Linked DNA regions of Capra hircus: region 1 is linked to region 2. The links are chromatin contacts, called in public Hi-C maps. All regions are on one chromosome and are shown on one strand. Each heading gives the region's core, a stretch centred on a gene start, on an enhancer-like site or on the middle of the called end of the contact. The rest is flanking DNA. Distances are from core to core; before and after follow the strand shown.

Region 1 (5,287 bases), core at 632-3,131, 600 kb after region 2:
GGCCACTCAGCTGCCAAGAGGGCAACTCAGATGGACAAGCAACCAACACTTCCCAGAGTTAGAAGGAGCCTGTGAATGAGGCCTCCACTCCTTCCGTGTTCCCCAGGGTCAGCTGAGCCCAGAACTCCAAGACCTGGGTCCCTGCATTCCAGTCATTTCTGCAGTTCCCTAGGGGAGGTGGCAGCCAGAGGAAACACCATTTCCTCCTCCAACAGCTGGATGGTAACACCTCCACTTTCGCCAAACCACTCAATTGTTAACACCCTCAAACCAGAGCGTTCCCCGTGACCTGGGGCCAGGACTGTGTAAAGAAAAGGCTAGGTTACTTTTTCACCTTACAGAAAAACAAACAAACAAAATAAAACAATCTAACTTCCCTTTGGGAGCAGTCCCACTGTAGCTTTAACCAGCAACTTGCTACACTTTTAAGGAACACTTCCCAGGTGGTCAGTCACCAGCAATGGAGAAGGCAGCCTGTGGTCTTCTGTGGGAACCCAACTGACTGCTCCAGGGTCTGAGCCCCCAAACTGACCTCAGCTGCAGGGAGATCTCAGTGTTCTTCAACCCTCTCTGCAGGACTGGTTAGAAACTTCACAGCCAAGAACTCCCAGCAGGGCCTGACCAGGCTGACTTGGTTTTGTTTTGTGTGTTCAGAGGCAATGGTTTATTTTGGTTTGCAGCAGTGGTGTCCTGTAACAGGACAGTGAGTTTTCTCTTGAGCCTCAAAAGGGAAAAAACGCTCTCTCTCTCTCAGAGTGAAATGGGACACCACCTTTCCCCGTGGCCTAAGGCGCTGGCGATTGAATTTTGCAGCAGCGCTCAGCTCACTTCGAGGTAGAGAGCTCAGCCGGCTGGTGACAAAGCCGCCTGTCTGCAGGTGTGCTTAGGGGACTGGGTAGGAGCATGCATGACCCGAATGGCGCCTGGGTCTCTCTTGGGTGACCCCAGGAAGAGGCAGGGAAGGCACTGGCTGGGTGCGCGTCCAGCTTCGCCGCGTGTCTGCGGACCGCACTACGGGTATGGAAGCGCAGCCAGGCGTTTGGCTCAAACTCGACAGCTGCTCGGAACGAGACGCCCGCGGAGCCCCTCTTAGGTGGGTGCAGAAAGAGGGTAGGCCTCGCGTGAATAGGACACCTCGCAGCTTACAGGATCGCATCGCCACCACAAACAAGTCGCGGTGCCAGACAGCGCTTGGCAAAGCGCTCTCTCCAACACGACCCGCAGATCGCATGTCCAGTGCGATGCGATGCGGGGCCTCGGAGCCCATTCGCCTCCGGAAACTCAGCTGCGCTCGGGAAGGCGCTAATCTGGGAGGTGGGTGGTCAAGGGCCAGGGACCCGCGGCTCCCGGTCAGCTCCACACCTCTGCGCCCTTGCTCGCCGACTCCGAAAGCGCCCAGGGCGCGCTCGCACCCAACTATCCTGCGCGAACTCGCTGTGCAGCCCGCCCGAGGTCGGGCGGCTGCTCCCGGGTCCCGGAACCCAGCCCTGTCGCGGAGAGCGAAGCCTCGGAGCGGGGGGCGCTTGGGGCACGGGGGGACTTCGAACGCCGTACGCCGAGGGAGTGCGCCCTGCGAGGTGGGCTGCCTCAACCTCCGGGGTGCAAAGCGGCGCGGGCTGGGCTCGCTCGGGACAGCTCGGGCTGGGGCGTCAGAGCCGGGGCCCCTCCCCGAGCCCGGAGCCCGGCGCCTGCCCACGCCTCGGTCGCGGGGCGCACTCACCGTCGCTGAGGCACAGCGCAGTCAGCACGAGGGCCAGCACGACGCAGACCTTGGCATCCATGGCACTGGCCGGCGGCGGGCGGACGGAGGCCGGACGCGGCGGGGAGGCGGCGGCGGAGAGTGAAAGTGCGGCAGCGGGAGGCGCGCGCCCGGCGCTTTAGAGGCGAGAGCGGGGCGGGGCGGGCGCGCGGCGAGGGGCGGGCCTGGAGCTGAGTCCCGGCGGCGGCAGGGGGCTTGGACCGGAGTCCCCTCCCAGCCGGCCGCTCCCCCTGTCCCCTCCCTTCCCACCCCTGCCCCAGCGCTGGATGCTCCTGGGACTGCGGAGAGCTCCAGTTTTTGACCTCTCGGTTGCGCTGGGTCCTGCTTTGGAAATCTGACCTGCACGGAGGAAGCCAGTGCCCAGGAAGGGTTGGAGACAGGGCTGGTAACTGTTCCCAGTATGCAGATGGAGAGATTGAGTCCCAGAGGCTAGAACTGAATGAGAACCGAGGGAAAACAAACGGGTCGGTCCTAGAGGTAAGGGCCAGCTAGGCCAGCGGCGGCCTGAGTAGGCTAATAGCGTCCTATCTGGGGAGTGTAGGACCTGGCAGTGACCGCCGGCCTCGGCTTGCTGCGCTGCGGCCGGGTAAACTGGAACCGCGGGAACCAAACTGGTCTTTGCATCAGAGCTTCTCTTATTCCAAGCCGAAGCTGTCGCTTATGTCTTAGCCGGGTCTCAGGTTCCTAAAGTATGAAGTTGACGCTTTAAAATAGAATACTGTGTCAAAAGGAAGCAATGCCAGTTCGCCCCAGAGGCTTTTAGTAACCATGCATTTATTCAGCCCTTTGCGAAATGGGTTAGTTTCCACCCTGCGAAGGGGAACTGTGGGAATTGACTTGAGACCACCGCGAAGTGCTCAGCATTCAGTCTGATACATAGTCAGTACTCAAGAAATGTAATCTAGAAATAACTGTTCACACTTCAGTATTTTCTCCCTCTTCCCATCGGATGTTCTTACCACCTGAAACAATGAGAGAACTCTCCTCTCCTCCCCACATCCAGGACGGTGCTCCTGGGGTTGTTCTTTCTGGTTTAGAGACTATACCAATAGGGTCGTCCCTCGGCGGTGTCCAGCCCCGCAGCAGGCTGCTGCGCCCCAACGTGGACACATGAGAAGGTCCCGAAGTGGACAGGGGTCCAAGCAGGCGGTCTGCAAGGCGCGGGGGTGAGAAAAGCGCCCTTTTGATCCTCTCTAGTGATCACACGCCTCCCCGGCCAGCTCTTTCCCTTGTAACCTGACAGCGGAGTGGACTCTGTCCCGGCGTCCATCCAAGGGGCGCTTGCTCGGTGGGGACAAGTCTCTGGAGCCCCGAATCTCGGGCCTTGGGGGAGTGGGCGGGGCCTGCCGGCCCTGGGCTCAATTGCTCAGACTGGGGGCCAAGGGAAGGAGAAATCAGCAAGACACAGCGAGAGCTCCAGGAGTCCCGTCGTGGGGATGGGTGTCTTTTGTTTTGTTTTTTCCAAACTACTGTCGCGCCCAGTTTGATGCCCCGTGAATCCGTGTTCATTCATTCGTTCACTCGCTCCCGGACGAGCTCACTTCTGGGTACTGGGCGTTGAGCCAGGACTCTCACTGATTTTGGCCTCTGCCCTTAAAGAATTACCGGTCCAATGGATAATACAGTCCTCGGGCAACCCCCGGCCGGCCATCGCCTCCTCTCGGGAAAGCTGGAGCGGATACTCTCCAAGTTCCCGAGCCCAGCCGACTGCGGACAAGCCAGAGCGCAGCGGCCGAGCTCGGGCGCCCTCTGGTGACGATGACTCTCGTTTCCCCTCTACCCCTGCCCCACGCCCCTGGTGCCCGAGTGGACCCGGCCCCAGATCCCTGAGCAGACTGCGGAAGCTACAAGGCTCAGTCTTAATCGGGCGGCGGGGGCCTAGGGGCCCATCATGGAACCTAGAGCCCGGCGGGAGATGCGCGGGTAGAGTTTTACCTGCAACACCGGCCAAAGCCAATGTAAAAACCTCTTGCTTGTTTCCTTTTTGTCACAAAATCGATAGCTGCTCCCAGAGTTTAAGGGAGTCACTGGGAGGGATCCGCGTGGACTGGTGGGAAACTAGGGCCTTCTGCTTGGCCGCTTCCCGCTATCCCAGAACAGGCATCAGTGTGGACAGACGTCACTGACCCTTCACTTCCTCTGTTAATTCAGTACAGTTCTTCCTGAGCACCTATGTTCCAGACACGAATAAGTGTTTGAAATATGTTAGTAAAGCAAGCACAAACAAAGGAAACAACCCAAACCCCTGCCCTCCTGGAGCTTACGTCCTGGGAGGTGGGGGGAAGAAAATGGGCGCTTCAGCTAAGTACCTGCGCCCATTATCTATAGAAAATCATCAAGGGAAAGAGTGAACCAGGAGGAAGGGGAGTGATTAGACTTTTAAGTAGGGAAGCCAAGGGTCTGTAAAACGTCCAGTTTGTAAGCTGGCAAGCTATTTAAATTTAAACCTCTGTGCAAGCCAACACTCTGGGACCAGGGACGTCAGACTGTCTGCCCTTTTAGCCTGGGCTCTGTGCTTTGTCCCAGGGAAGCCTCCCAAAGTCAAGGCAGCAGGGCACACCGCCCTTTCTCTGTCCTTTGCTTATGACGCCATCTCTGCATAAAAGGCTCCGCCTTCTTTCTCTGCTGGGAAACTCGGTTTCCTATCAAGGCCCAAAGCAATGCCGCCTTCCCTGTGAGACCTCACGCACACTCAGCACTCAGAGCTCAGCTCCTCAAGGACACCCCAGTCAAGAGGAGTTCAAGGTTAGAAGAGCCAGGGGTCTGGCTGCTGAGTTAACAGACAGATATATCTCCAAGGCTATGGGCTCTGGACCCCTGGTGGGTCTAGAGCCTCCCTGTGGCTCTCTGCCCAGCCGGGGCTGTTCATACCTTCAGAATTCAGTGGCAGGGTTTTGGGGGGACGACCTTAGCACAGGGTTGAAGGTTGGCACCCAATCATTGTTTCCCAGTGTGAAACCATCAAGGTGACTTTAGGTAGTACTCTGAAACATTATTTTAAAAACCATGGATTTATATATTTATTTTTAAAGTGATAAGAAAAAAGTATGACTAGCACCTTAAAGCAGGCATTTCAGATACTGCTCAAGACATTTCATTTTAAAATATATGATTTAAGTTTAAAAAATAGATTTAAACTAGCAAAGCAGTCAGTGGTATAGGTGATTAGGGAAAGAGCAAAACATCACTGATACAAAAAGATCTGAAGTTTGAAAATAAATAAAGAACATTTTAAAATTACTTGATACTCCCACCCTTTTAAAAAACAAACTGTTTGGTCTGAAAGTGGTAAAACCGAATTATGCAAGGGAGATATGGCGTCTTCACTCTTGCCATCCAGACGAGGCCAGAAGTGCCCACCCAGGAGTGCTCACTCAGGTTGGCAATCTATGAGATTCCAAACTCTGGCCCTGGAGACTCATAGCCCTCCCACTTCAGCCATGAGTCTCCCTCCACACCTCTGAGTGTGGGCCTGAGGGACTCAACCAGGGGACGACTGCGTGTGCTGCACAACCCCCCCTTCCATCA
Region 2 (4,941 bases), core at 1,722-4,221:
CAGCCGTGGAACTGCTGGTCTCTGGCACTTGCTGGCTGCGACCTCCTCCACCTTCATGATCTGGATTGAGTGGGCCTGGGCATGGTGCCCCGTGTGCAGGGGGTCCGGTTCCAGCTGTGATCAGGTCATAGCGCAGCCAGATGCCAAAGTTCTTCACCAGCAGCGGCGATTTCCCTGTCCGCAGTAGACCATTTCCCCTGAGGACCTCATCTTCCTCAGCTGAGACACAAAGTACCAGAGGTGGACTTGGCAACATCGTGCTCAGGCACAGAAATTTTCATGCGCCCGAGATAGAAAAGCGGCCTGCGGAGTCTGGGAGTCAGGCAGGCATGGCCCCGCCTTGAATTGTGTCATGGCACTCTGTCTGTGCTCGCTGCCACCCCTGAAAAGGTCTAGCTAGATTTTAAGTTTGAGTGTTTATATGTAAGACAGTGGTGTTACATTTTCTTGTATCAATTTCATTCCATAATACCTGTGGATGATGAAGACAAGTTAACTTGATTTGAGCTCTTTAGTTGGTGGACATTCTTAAAGTACACATCTGTGAAGTTGGTTTTAAAATTTTGTTTCTCTTGAACATTTTACTATGAAAATATTCAAACAGAAAAGTTGAAAGAATTCTACAGTGAGCACTTGAATATGCAACTATCAAGAGTCTACAGTGAACATTTTGTTTTACTTGCTTTATTAAATACCTATCCATCTTTCTGCTATACATCTATATATCCATCTTATTTAACTTCTTTGCATTTTTATAGTTATTGGGGCTGTTGTTCATATTATAAAAGTTAAAAAACCTGCTAAGATGCATTACTTATGAGTGTTTTTGCATATCTTTCAGGAAATTGCCAGGATAGTGAAAACAAATATGTTAGAAGTCAAATAATTTGAATAATTCAATTAATATAATTGATGTGCTCTAATAGTTAATAAACAAGATACATATTCTTTTTCAATACCATGTTCTTTATTTATCAACACATTTTGTTGTTGGTAAGATGTTACTGTACAAACGTTTGATATGGCCCATTTGTTTATTTTTCCTTGTGTTTCCCTTGCCTGAGGAGACATGTCAAAAAAAAAAAATTGCTAAGAGGTGCCAAAGAGTGCATTACCTACGTTTTCTTCTAGAAGTTCTATGGTCTCAGACCTTGCGCTTAGCAAGTCTCTAGTTCATTCCGAGCTTGTCTTTGCAGGTGGGGTGGGAGAGTAGTCCGCTTTGGTTCTTTTGCGTGTGCTGTCTGGTTTTCCCAATACCACTTCTTGAAGAGGCTGTCTTTTCCCCATTGTATATTCTTGCTCTTTCGTCATAAATTGACCGTGTAAGTGTGGGTTCATTTCTGGGTTTTGTGTGTCCCTTAATTACTGCATAGATGATCTCACTACTTCTGTCTTTTGTCTTATCCTAATGTTCAAGTGGTTTTCCTACTGCCTTTACCCTATGTTTGCCTTTACCAGTAACATTTTTTATTTTGTAATTGTTATATTGTTAGTTGTGGTCTATTTTTTTCTATTTAGTGGAGTCCCTTTAACATTTTTTGTTAAGTTGAGTTAGCGGTGCTGAGTGTTTTTGGTCTTTTCTTGCCTGTTAAACTCTTTCTGTCTCCTTCAAATCTGAATGAAAGCCTTGCTGGGTAGAGTATTCTTGATTGTAGGTTTTTCCTTTCATCAATTTGGATGTATTGGTCCACTCCCTTCTGTCCTGCAATGTTTTTGCTGTATTCGAGAACAGTTTTATGTGAATTCCTTTGTATGTAACTAGTTGCTTTCCTCTTGCTCCTTTTAAGGGGCTCTCTTTATCTTTAATTCTTGCCATTTTAATTATTATACGTCTTTGTGAGGATCTCTTTGGGTTTATCTTGTTTGGAACTCTCTGTGCTTACCAGACCTGGATGTCTGTTCTCATTTCCAGATTATGGGATTTTTTTTTTAGTTATTATTTCTTCAGATAAGTTCTCTGCCTCTTTCTCCCTTCTCCTTCTGGGACCTTATAATGTAAATATTAGTATGCTTGATGTTGTCCCAGAGGTCTCTTAAACAGTCTTCATTTTCTAAAACGATTTCTTTTTCTTCTTTCTGTTCTGCTTTAGTGATTTCCACCACTCTGTATTCCAGTTTGATGATTTATTTCTCCATATCATCTTAGTAAAACTTCTTGTGTATTTTTGATTTCAGTATTGTATTCATCAGCTCTTTTTTGGTTCTTCTTTCTATTTTGTAACTCTTTGTTAAGCTTCTCTCTGTTCATCTATTTTTCTCCCAAGTTTGCTGAGCATCTTTATGATCATTACTTTGAACTTTTTATGGGTATATTTCTTATCTCCACTTCTCTTAGTTCTTCTTCTGAGATTTTATCTTGTTTCTTCCTTTGGAACATATTCCTCTGTAGCCTCATTTCGCCTAATTCTCTGGGTTTATTATTGTATGGTAGGTGGGTTGGTTATGTTTCTCGATCTTGCAGAAGTGGCCTTGTTTAGATCTTTGTGGCTTCAGGACTGTAGCCCACCAGGCTCCTCTGTCCATGGAATTTTCCAGGCAAGAACACTGGAGTAAGTTTCCATTTCCTACTCCAGGGGGTCTTCCCGACCCAGGGATTGAACCCATGGCTCTTGCATCTCCTGCATTAGCGGGCAGGTTCTTTACCACTGGTGCCACCTGGGAATCCCTCTTTATTCTTTTAAATTGGAGTATAAATGCTTTACAATGTTGTGTTAGTCTCTGCTGTAAAACAAAGTGAATCAGTGATATGTTTATGTATACCTCCTTCCTCTTGGCTCTTCCCCCACACCCAGGAGACTTCTTAGGGGCCCCAGCAGCATTCTCTATTCTGGTCACCAGCACTATATTCTCTAGCAGTTTCCCCTGTGTGGGCTTGCTGCAGGGCCAGGGGGATCCTGGGTCTGGTGCTGGTCCACTGGTGGAAGGCTCCTTGTCCCAGGGTTGGCTGTGGGTTTTGAGGGGCCCCAGGCTAGTGCCAGCCTGCTGGTGAGTGGGACCAGTTCTTGGGTGGCTGGCTGCAGAGGTTGTGGGGGTCCCTGGGCTGGTGCTGGCCCAGTGGTAGAAGGGGTCAGGTCTCTGAAAGGCTAGCTGCTTGGCCTGGGGGTTTTGGGACTGGTGCTGGCCCTCTGATGCTATAGGCTAGTGGGGAGACTCCAGAAATTTCCTTGTCAACACCAGTGTCTTCATGGTAAAATGAGTTCCCCCAAATGGCTGCCATCATCTGTCCACAGGGGGTGTCCCAGTTGCCGCCTGCCTTTGTGAGGCTTTCCAAGATCAGCAAGTGGATCTGAGCTGAGCGCCTTTTAAATTACTGCCTCTGCACTGGGATTTGGTGGGTGAGTGTTTTTGTGTTCCCTTTAGGAGCAGAGTCTGTCTCCTATAGTCCTCTGGCTCATATATACAAGCGCTGTGGGCCTTCAAAGCTGGACATTCTGGGGCTTGTCTTCCTGGTGCAGGAGGCCCAAAGCTTGGGGACCCTGATGTGGGGCTTAGACTCCTCACTACTTGGAGAGAACCTGTGCAATTGTGATTATCTCCCATATGTGGATCACTGACCCAGGGGAAGGATTCTTGACTAAACTATGTCTCTACCCACTTACTCAATCTAGTTCTGGTTGCTTTTTTATATTTTTAATTGTGGAAATCTTTTTTGCTAGTCCAGTTTGTCCTCATAAATAGTTGTTTTATAGATAGTTGTGATTTGGTGTGCCTGTAGGAGGCCTACAGGCATTTTGGCTGTACCTCTAAACAACTTTCGACTATAGAAATTGTCTATTAGAAAGTAGAGTGTATTTAAAAGTGAAAACTACCAACAGCATGAGATGATGTGTCTAAATGTAACTCAAGAAGAGTGTTCCTGCTTTTATTTTTATTAAAAAAATTTTCTCTGGATACACCACAAAGGATATGAGATCTTAATTCCCTGATGAGGAATTGAACCCATGTCCCCTGCAATGGAAGTGTGGAGTCTTAAGCATTGGATTCACCACGGAATTCCCCCTCCCTTAAAATGTATTTATTAGATAAGAAAAAATAAGGCAAAAAGTCAAGAAAGTAAAAAACAAAAACAAAAAGCCAAACTTAACAAAATAAATAAAAGCAGTGGGAAGGACTAATCAAACACAGAAAGTACAAATTAATGAAGAGAAATGAAAGAAAAAAAGATGATTCTTTGAAAATACCAAAACAGGCCAACCTCTTGACAGTAGTCAAGAGAAAAAGAGAAGACAAATATCAACAGTGAAGATTGAGAAACTCAGTGTGCTTCGTGAAAGTTAAGAAATTTTAAAAAGAAGAAATCCATGGGAATTCCTTGGTGGACCAGTGGTTAGGACACCGTGCTTCCACTTTAGGGGGCATGGGTTTGGTCCCTGGTCAGGGAACTAAGATCCCATAAGTTGGGAAGCATAGTCAAAATTAAAAAGAAGAAGAAGAAGAAGAAATCCTTTATAAAAGCTTTTAAACAATCTAGATGAAAAGAACAAATTCTGGGAAATTAAATTTCTAAATTTGATTTAAGAAGGGTACAGACATTTCCCCAAACTAGGGGAGAAATGTAAAAAGTGATCCAAAATATATACTGCTGAAGTAGTCACTATCTTTCAAAGATAGTGAATAGATTGATAATTTCTATTATTTAATCTGTTCCAGAACCCAAAGATGAAACAGTCCTCATCTTTTTCTAAACAGTGAACATAACCCTCATCCTACATTAGATTAAAGAATAGCATTAAAAGGGAAATGTATAGGTTAATATCACTCATAACCAAGGATGAAAAGTCACATTTGAAATATTAACCAATCAAACAATGAAGAATAGCCTGGTGAGGTACAGTCCATGGAGCCACAAAGATCCAAACAAAGAAAGAATAGTGCGTTCTGATGAAGACTGGTTTGTTCAAGGCATGCAAGGATAGTTCAACAACAACAACAAAAATCTGT

The links. Hi-C and Micro-C count contacts between places; a contact is called where the count stands out from the background.
Region 1: a Hi-C map of blood shows a contact between it and region 2, with 3 times the contacts expected there. The contact joins the promoter of CXCL12 here to the enhancer-like site in region 2. A contact is called at or near these places in 2 of 5 Hi-C or Micro-C datasets (blood and liver).

What each region holds. Positions count from the first base shown.
Region 1 is chr28:850,092-855,378 of ARS1.2, forward strand. It overlaps CXCL12 (stromal cell-derived factor 1), which reads right to left and starts at 1,882. Exons shown (of 4, transcript XM_018042299.1): 1 at 1,721-1,882. The coding sequence starts at 1,781. It overlaps LOC108634142 (a long non-coding RNA gene), which reads left to right and starts at 752. Exons shown (of 2, transcript XR_001917394.1): 1 at 752-1,093.
Region 2 is chr28:244,395-249,335 of ARS1.2, forward strand. No RefSeq gene overlaps it. Among named protein-coding and RNA genes, the nearest start is that of ZNF32, 28 kb to the left of the region's middle. Within about 2 kb of position 2,972, at least 1 of the 5 cell types and tissues checked has an H3K27ac peak or open chromatin away from gene starts, as enhancers often do.